Regions from separate parts of the Mus musculus genome. Here region 1 is linked to region 2. The links are chromatin contacts, called in public promoter capture Hi-C maps. All regions are on one chromosome and are shown on one strand. The core of a region is the stretch at or near the end of the contact, and the rest is flanking DNA. Distances in the headings are between cores, read along the strand shown. Region 1 holds the start of Iqub (IQ motif and ubiquitin domain containing). Region 2 overlaps Cadps2 (Ca2+-dependent activator protein for secretion 2).

The links. Promoter capture Hi-C pulls out the DNA fragments that hold promoters and counts their contacts.
Region 1: a contact with region 2 is called in a promoter capture Hi-C map of liver, with 2.5 times the contacts expected there. The contact joins the promoter of Iqub here to the enhancer-like site in region 2. A contact is called at or near these places in 4 of 39 promoter capture datasets (embryonic stem cells, hippocampal neurons and liver) and 1 of 115 datasets of contacts at active chromatin or transcription factors (astrocytes).

What each region holds. Positions count from the first base shown.
Region 1 is chr6:24,513,489-24,518,308 of GRCm38.p6, reverse strand. Iqub (IQ motif and ubiquitin domain containing) reads left to right here and starts at 3,242. Exons shown (of 13, transcript NM_172535.3): 1 at 3,242-3,329.
Region 2 is chr6:23,625,874-23,630,973 of GRCm38.p6, reverse strand. Cadps2 (Ca2+-dependent activator protein for secretion 2) reads left to right here. Exons shown (of 30, transcript NM_153163.4): 3 at 4,149-4,481. Among named protein-coding and RNA genes, the nearest start is that of Rnf133, 22 kb to the left of the region's middle. Within about 2 kb of position 1,928, at least 7 of the 459 cell types and tissues checked have an H3K27ac peak or open chromatin away from gene starts, as enhancers often do. A contact at or near this core is called in liver, where this site is marked.

The sequences.
Region 1 (4,820 bases), core at 1,993-4,492, 890 kb before region 2:
GGATAACCATAGATATATTCAGCTTGGGGCGATTGTGAATGGGTGTGTAATGGTTTCATAAAGATGACGGGTATACACTGGGACTTTCCTGAACAAACAGTACATAATACCCTACTAGAGTGATAGGCTGCACTTACTGGAGGCTACATCCGTTGTGTGTGACTTCCAGCAAGAGGCAGTTTCCATTGTGCCCCTAGTCTCACCCTCGACTTCCAGATTTGCAGAACAGAAGAAGGCTTGTCCTGATTTTTCTCCCTTTCCTAAAGAAGAGTGCTGCTAAGTCTGGGTGTTTCTTTAAAAGGATGCAAATTTACATTCGTGGGGCAAGGCTCATGTAAAGTCTACTGATAGCTTCTTAGAGGTATACAAGTTATGCCCTTGTATACGCATGCGCTGGACATTAGTGAATATGCCAAACATCACACATTTTTGTTTACATTAAAGTTTTCCATAAAAACCTGGATAGTGAGATCCTAAATTATACATTCAGATTGAAGTTAGTTGATGGAGACTACGGAAAAGTCTCTTTAAAGGTAGTCAACTAAAACTAGTTAGTGGAACATAGTCCATCCTTGAATCAGAAGTGTGCGTGTGTTTAATGGTGCTTGAAATTGAACCTAGGCCTTCACACAAGTGAGGCAAGCACACTGTGTGTGTGTGTGTGTGTGTGTGTGTGCGCGCGCGCAAAACCATAGGACAACTTGAAGTGTGTTATTTCCAAGTGTGTGTGTGTGCGCGCGTGCGCGCGCGCACGCAAAACCATAGGACAACTTGAAGTGTGTTATTTCCCAAGCAGCATTCATATCTTCTTTTAATTTACTTTTTTTTTTAAGACAGAATTATCTCATTGTCTTAGGAAGGTTCTGCATTGGAACTACAAATATATGCCACAACTCTGCTTTGTTTTGTAAACATAGCTTCTAGAAGGCAAATTTAGGTTCTTGCAAATCAAGCATTCTACAGACTGCCTCTCTCCAGGTTCCTGGTGTGAATTCCTTGGTTTTTCATAGCGCGTGTGCAAGAAGAGCTGAGAAAGCTAAGAGCTCTACCCGGGACACAGACTGAGCTGCTACTCCAGAATATTCTGTGTACATGGCTGTGTGGAATGGGAACATAGCAAACCACATGAGTAAAGACAGAGTGTGTTTTGAATGTGCCATAGAACTCATAATTGTGTTCCCTACACTGTTAGTTAATTTTCAAAGCAGTCTTCAAATGTTGCATATCTAAGTATAACAATGCTATATTAATTTCTGTATATGATTGTAAATTGCAAGATATGCTTCAGGTACCATGATTCATATTCATTCTCTCTCTCTCTCTCTCTCTCTCTCTCTGACCTTGTAGCTTTCTTAGAGATAAACATATACTACTTGTTACAGAATATCACATTTTACTCTTTGGATTCCTTTCTCCAGAGTAAAACAGGCCTTCAGATCTCTGCAAGAGAAAGTTTTCCATAGCTCATTTGTAAGTAAACCCAACCTAAGTTGCTACAAGGCTGTTTGTGGTCTCTACCCACTTTAGTATGAACAAGTGCTTTTGTCACAGCTGTCCATGTATTTGATTGAGGACTGAAGATGCATCAGTACAAACTATCTACATTATCTTTCAAAATTCAGTGACATCTTGAACATCTGGTGGACCTCAAAAATTTCAAGAGGATGGGGCTTCACAAGTTCACAAATGATGCAAATTAAGTCAGGGATAAGTTCAAAACAATTTTTAGGTCTTTGGTATTATAAATATCCATTATAATAGTTTTCCTACTTACCTGTTTAGGTCTTTAGTATTATAAATAATTATTCTAATAGTTTTTCTACTTACCTGTTTTTTATAGAGATACATTTCCATGTGGAGTTACTTTGAAATGCTTGATTTCATAAAGCCACTAGGTGGCGACTTTGTAAAAGTGGAAGCACATTAAAAGGAACAGCCTATGACTAAGTGCAAGATGACATTTTGAACAAGACCTAAGCAAGGGCATAGATTTAGGATAAAAAGTAAAATTGGATAAAAAAAAAGCATGGATTTGTTTTTATTTTCTGATTAATACTATTTTTCTATTGCTGTTTTCATTCAGGGGACATCGACATTTTTATAGCCAAGCACGTTTATGTATTTGTGAGATAGAAAGTGTGTGTGTGTGTGTGTGTGTGCCTTTGATGTGTTAGTAACCTATCCAAGTAACCTATGTAGATAGACCATCTAAGAAAAGTACATTCTATAAAGCTAAGTTTGTAGTACATTATCAGTAAGTTATTAAGACAGGTGGTGGGTATCAAGCTACATTTAGCAGTGGAAAGAATATGAATTTTTCTGCTGCCTCTATTCCTAACCCTGGTGTTTGCATACTGCCCCTAACAGGAGAATAATGAATGATAAGCCTTTGAAAGTGATGGGGTGGGAAAGTGATGTCAGCAAATTGATGAGAGTGGATTTGTAGCAACAAGGTATAAAGAAGGCAACGGCTTTTATAATGAGGGGAATGGACTTTATAACACGTTTTTTAATTTCATTAAGCTCTTTAAATATCAAAGGATGTTAAACATAGCACATAGTAAGGGTTTTAAAAAATCTGGGCTCTCGATTCAGATTGGATTTTAATACTGGCTCTCATTTAATCTTTGTGTGTTTCATTTTTTTTTTTAAATAGTATGGCAGTGCTAATAGCAATCCTTCAATAGAATCATTGCATTGGCTATTCGAAATACAGATACGGTGCTATGCTTAATGATATTACTAAACCTTTGCTGTTATTGTGAGATAACCACATGAAATTTGTGCAGGGAACATATTTGATCCTTTCTCTAAAACTGATTTTAAGACTAAAGAACGTGGTGATAGAAAAAGCTTTGCTTCTCCTGACTTATAAAAGCAGAGTAGTTATTAATTCTTCCTGTTCTTTCTGGCTGCCAGGAAGCTAAAGGAAAGATCTTAACTGGACAAAAGAACTTAGGTAGCACACAGTTGTGTTCCTTTATAATCCCTGTCTCTCAGTGTTCACATTTGCATTTTTAAAAGAAGGTAACCCGTGAGCTTAGACTGTTTACAGGACTGCCTTTTCAGAAGTGTGAGAGAACTCCCGGAGAAAGGTTAACTTGGAATAATCTTTAGGTCTCAGTTCCTGGCGCCAAACAATCTCTACTTCTGGCTCCTCTGCTTTTGCTCTTGCTGGCTGTTTCCTTTCCCACTGCGCGGGGGCGGTGCCCTGGCAGAGGAAGCTGGCAGTTGCTAGGATACGCCAGCAACAGAACATCTAAGCAGAAAGGAGCTGCTTCCGAGGACTGGTGAAGCCTCTTGGTCTGTGATAGCTATTTCTTGAACAGGTAAGAGGACACGTTTGGCAGCCCTTTCCTAGATGGCTGCTGGTTCTAACTGGGGGTGAGCCTGGCATGCTAGGCCTTGCAGGGGTGCCGATCTCTCTTGGATACAGGGCTCTCTGGTCAGAGGACAGTGCTCCTTAACTTTACTTAAAAACAGAAAACTTACAAAGCATCACACCGCTTTTGACCCTTCTCTAGTTACCCCCCTCCCCACTGATATGGTATCTTGAATCAACAAGATCACTCTGGGAGGTTTACACCACCCCGCCTCCTGGGTGCTAAGGAGAGGAGAGTGCCCGCATCTGGTACTGGTCTATGGACACCATTTCCAGTCTGCAGGGAATTCAGCCTTTAGACTTTCCTTACCAGGAATGCTGCTTTCCTCCAGTCATTGTCTTACCTACTAACAAAAACTTCAGTAGGCCTATAAAATAAAAGACAAGACAGAATCTCTGTCTTACCAGTATTCTACATGTAGCAGGCTTTAATGGGAAGAAATGAAGTGGCAGACTTTTTATATACAATCTTAATAGCCACTGAGTTTTATTTTAAAAGTAAAATAAAGACTGAAACATATTTGAATGGATAATATATAAAAATGAAGGAAATTCAGCATCCTTGGAGATGCATGCCCTTAGCACTGGGGAGATGAGGCAGGAGGATGGCAAGTTTAAGGCCAGTCTGGGATGCATAATGAGATGCTGTGCCAAGAGGTCCATACCTCCATCCAATAGCGTGACACTCTGTCTTTGTTATTGTTCTATTGCTTTGAGGAGACACCATGACCAAGCCAACTCCTAGAAAAGAAAGCACTTAATTGGAGGCTTGCTTACACTTAGTAAGTTAGTCCCTTCTCATCATGGTGGGTGAGCATACAGGCCTGGTACTAGAGCAATAGCTGAGAGTACTACATCCTGGTCCCCAGGGAGAAAGAGGGTGGTGGGCAGAGAGGCATGAGCTTTTGACACCTCAAAGCCCACCCCCAGTGACATACCCTCTGACAAGGTCATACCTCCAAATCCTTCTAATCCTATCAAAGCGTTCCACTCCCTGGTGACTAAGGATTCAACTATATGAGCCTATAGGGGCCATTCTTCCTCAAACCACCGCATACTTTAACAATGAAACACTGAATTGTAAACATCTTAAAACCATTTCAGACCTTCCCTCCACACAAATATCAAAGGGCTGGAATACAGTGTCAAATTTTAAGAAAAGAATTTTATTTATGGACTTTAATGGAGATCTTTGTGTCTTTTCACCTAATTATAGAAACTTCTTTCATAGTGTGTTTAAATTTGTAAATAAGACGATGTACATTTGTTGCAGCCCTATTTTCTACTTGTATAAAAATTGAAGACAGGGGGCTGGAGAGATGGCTTAGTGGTTAAGAGCACTGACTCTTCTTCCTGAGGTCCTGAGTTCAATTCCCAGCAACCACATGGGTGGCTCACAACCATCTGTAATAAGATCCGATGCCCTCCTCTGCTGTGT
Region 2 (5,100 bases), core at 679-3,178:
TCCTGACTTCAAATATTACTATAGTCATAGAAGGCTTTATATGTAATCTCTGTATATAGTAGGAAAGTTTTTTAATCACTCTTTGAAGATATTAACGTTTTATTCTTTTTGGTTCCATCTATTGTTTTTTTTTTAATTTTTTATTAGGTATTTTCCTCATTTACATTTCCAATGCTATCCCAAAAGTCCCCCATACGCTATTGTTTTTTTTTTTTTTTTGAACTGTGTTTTATTCTCCCCTTTATCTTTACACAGTTCAAAGGCTATTAAAGACACAGGCCTCTTGCCCCTGTTCTGGGCTCTCCCCTATGTAGCTCTCACTTCCCAGCAGAGTTGTTAACTCCATTTCCTTTGTTTCCTCTCCTTTTGTAGGAGGGTCTGTTACTGCCCTTGCTCTTTTTCCTTTTGTTGTTGGCCTTTCCCCCTTGCGGAGCTGGAGCTTGTCAACATTTAGTCTTTGATGGATTTATCTGTGTGCCGTGAACACTGAGCAGAATCCGAGCATTCTGTTATCATTTAGCAAATGTCAGTTACATAGTTAGAGTGAGTTAGTGCAGCCTTGGTTATGGTTCTATAGGAGAAGGAACTCAGCAACAATGTTCGTTTGTGTCTTTACTTCAAAACTAGAGTCACTCAAGGGAATGTAAGCTCCTGGCTACACATTAGACAGTGAGGAAAAAAACAAACAAAAACAAAATAAACTGCTCATATAGAGTATTAGAAATGAGTAGTTTTACTGTAGTGAGACTATCAGTATATATTTTGCTGGTCCGTGTTTATGCTCATTATACCAGTTCTAAAAGAGCCAACTTCAGGTATTTTCTAGAGAAGCAACATTACATGTAGTACCAGTAGTTATTTTCGTGGATCAGGTGAAAAACAAACTAAATAAAATTGAGCAGGAAAGCCATAATGCATAACAATAGAAGAAAGCTCCTATGAGCAATGAAAACAATAAAACAAATACTAGAATTAGGAGGGGGAACATCTGAGGAAGAAAGAAATCCCAGAGAGAGTCCCCTTCTACCAACCCCAGACCTCAGACCAGACCTCACTAAACATATGTGTCATGGTATAACAGTAAAGTTACCGTCTTGCCATAGTGATGGACATAGGGAATCTATTTCCTCCCAGTTCTGGGTGAAGTCCACAGGGAGATGCTAGTGTCCAGAACTCACTAGAAATCTCCTAGTATGGATGGTGCTCTGAAAGGGGCACCCTTGACATATCTGAAAAAGGAGTTGTCCATAGTTAAGTGTCACCAGGACAGCAATGAATAGCAAGCCCTCCTTCTACCAGTGTGCCACCTAGGCTCACTTAATTGTTACTGCTCTAAGTGGTGTGAGACAGGGCTGCCTAGATTCCTGGGCATCTATAGCACCTTTAGAAAGAGTTATAACAAAAATTATATGTATACATATGTATACAGTTAAGAGTCTTTAATTAAAATATAATTGTATGTAATTGGTTGTCACTGAATCCACATAACTCTACTCAAAGTCCCAGCGGCAGCAGTGGCACTCTTTGCTACCCACCTCAATGTTCTGGGTTCCCAAATGAAAGACACACACACACACACACACACACACACACACACACACACACATATGACCTTTATATTTTAATATGCCTTAGTCAGCTCATTGGCTGGGCCACTTTCAAAACTCCAGGTGGTTAACATACTCCTCTCTGTTATCCCTGACTTATTACTTACTAAAACCTATATTCTAACTTGGCTGCCCTGGACCCAGACCTATAGCCCTCTCACGCTGAATTCCCCAGCACCTACATGATGGCTGTGTTCTTTTTCCAGCACCTCTCTGACATGGCCTCTACTCCTGTCCTGGCATGGGGGCTCTCTCTCTTCCTGCTACTTCCTCTGTCCTTTGCCCAGAAATTCTACAGTCCTGCCTCTCTCTCCATGCCCAACTGTTGGCTGCCAGCAACTTTATTTACCAACCAAAATCAATGGTGGGCAGAGTCCCTCAGTGTCTTATGTGTGGATTTTGTGCCATTTTGATGACCAAATTAGCACAATTTGTGCAGCATTAAATCAAATCCACAACAATTAATAGGTATCATGGTATAATTGTGTGCTTTTTTATGTATAAGGTATAAGCACAAAGTTTCTTCATATGGACGGTCAGTACCTCATGAGCAAAGCAGTATCAGCTAAGAAAGAGAAGAGAAATCGTGACATCCCCATGAGGACTTAAGAAATGTCATTTCCTGACAAAATACAGCATTGAGTGTCTGAGTTTCCTTCTCCCCGACTTAGAGTTGTTAAAGACACCGTTAGTTCCACGCCTTTTTAAAACAAGGGTTTTGCTTTACAATCATGTTTATCCTTAAACTAACTACACAGTTAGGCTTGAACTGGTGATTTCCCTACCTCAGCTTCCCAGGTGCTAGGACTATTGGATCAAGCCATGGTTGTTCTTATACCTCTCTAAATATATTTTGTTATGGCTTGAAGACATTAAAAACTAAACAAAACAAAACAAAACAAAACAAAACAGATAATAGAGACTTTCTTATCACAAGTGACTTAGAGATATAGAGAGATAGCACACATTTTTGTATAGGTATTATAAATGTGGTTGCCATAGGTAGAAGTTACTAATGCTTTAGTATCTGAGTGTCATTGACTGAGATAGGAAACAAGAACAGCTTTTGTGAAGGACTCAAAAGAGGAAAACTAAAAGCATTTGGGGAAATTTGGGGGTCAGGTGGACACATATGCCAGCTAGTTAAACAGAAAGACAAGTGAGTCACCTGACATGTGTAGAACATGTTTGTAACCGGTTTATGTATAAGTGGACATGGTGGGGTAGTCACATGATGTAGCCCTAGCTGTAAGAGTACTTTATCATTATGATTTAGTTTTTAGGAACAAACTAGCCATTTAGGGGAGTTGGAGATAAGGCTCAGCAGTCAAGAATGCTTGCAGCACAGTCATAAAAACGCCAATGCCCAGTCCAGGTGAGAGGATACCTGAAAAGCCCCCAACCACTCAGAGGAGAAGGAAATGGGGGGGTGAAGGATTGTAGGAAGAGGTGGCTGGGATAGAGCAGGATATAAGGTGAATAAGTAAAAAAGGAAACTAAATTTTAAAAGAAAGATTCCTCATATCCTCTTCTTGTCTCCAGTTATGTGTTGGTGCTCACAACCCTCACATCCATGTATGCACACGTGCACACACATGTACAGACACACACACACACACACACACACACACAAACAAAGTAACTTTTAATTGACATTTTCATTCTAGAAGGATTATAGCAGCATTCAATACATGGTAGGTGCCTTAATTTTTCAGACTCTTCTGCAAGAAGCTTGTGTCAAATATGAAGAAGAAAACAGGAAAATTAGCTGTATCATTTGATTAGTATCCATGACAAAATGGTTGGATTCATATGTCAACAATATGCTTATATATCTTACAGGTGGTCCCCTCTCCTTGCATCTATTCCCTGTAGCTATGAGACAAGTGTTAAGAAGCTAGGGAGCTAATGAGATCGTAGTTACATAGGATATCTATTTACATCAAGTGCAGTTCTACAAAACTGTTGGCCCCCAACCCCTCCTGTGCTTAAAGAGTTTCCCCAAATTCCCAAGTAAACATACAGAAGTTAGCCATGTATTTCCAGCCGCTTTCTTAACCATTTGAGTGAAATGAGAGAGGTGGGCGGCTAGTAAGAGAGGAACAAGGAGTTATAAACAATAGTTACTTCTTCCAGTTTTTGGAACTGCGAGGTGCTAAGTGGCACCTAAAGTAAGTGTCTACTAAATGACTCTTATTTCCTAGACTGTTGTCTTAGCACTTTGTTCTCAGGCTGCAGAGGATGGTGCCAGGACGTCACTGGGTCTCCACTTTTGAGAAACCTTTGGCATCTGAGTCCTTGACCTTCAGGTTGGACAAATGTAGGTTATCTCACAATTTCCTCAGAGTTGCTTACAACTTCTCTCAACCTTTCAACCATTTAGAGATTTGGGTCTCGTCTCATAAGTTATCATGTATTATAGTTGTGTTATACAACATTTTGAGCCATGGTGGAACACTTGTTATCCTGGCTGGGTGCCCCCAGAGCATAGGTGTTAATGTCCATGCCTAATTACAGGTGTTGTTTGACTTTGTTTTTCAGGTGTTTCTAAAGAGTGACCGTGTGGCCAGAATGGTTCAAAGTGGAGGATGCTCTGCTAATGATTTCAGAGAGGTGTTTAAGAAGAACATAGAAAAACGTGTCCGTAGCCTGCCAGAGATAGATGGCCTGAGCAAAGAGACAGTGCTGAGCTCATGGATAGCCAAATATGACGCCATTTACAGGGGAGAAGAAGATTTGTGCAAACAGCCGAACAGGATGACCCTCAGTGCCGTGTCTGAGCTTATTCTGAGTAAGGAGCAGCTCTATGAAATGTTCCAGCAGATTCTGGGCATTAAGAAGCTGGAACACCAGCTACTTTATAACGCATGCCAGGTGAGTACTCTGATGTCCCCCCCTGCCACGTCTGATGCATGCAAGGAACGTGGAGTGTGTATGACCCTGGGAATAGCTGCTTTGCATTTGCCAATCAGTCTCCTCAAATGGTTGAGTGAGATTGAATTGTAATAAATAAAAGAGTGACAATTTGAAAGAAGCTTTGAAAGAGGCTGGGTGGGGGGAGAATAATGTCAGTATCATTAGCCAGTTACGACTGGACCCAAAGACCTTATTTTAGGACATCAGTGTTATGCTTAGTGGGCATATAAAGGACAAACCCTGAGTAAGATGATGATCACCTGCTGCCTACGCAGTGTCCCTAGTATACATGAGCCAGTGCTCCTCGGTGCAAAATAATTCATCATAAAGGTTTGGAGATAGTCTTAAGAGTATTATGGAAGTAATTGAAATTTCAAATTTTTTCTTTACCTCAGCCTGCAAGAAATGGGTTGAAGATGATTGCTAAACTGGCTAATTTAAAGCAATGACAGCAAATAATATGTTTTCCCTTAAGTTGTTATTCAAGTCATGCATATGAAAAACTAAAGAAAATCTCATAGGTTTTTCATTTTTAGATTAAATGATTTGTCTAATAATATATTCCTTGGATTTCTGC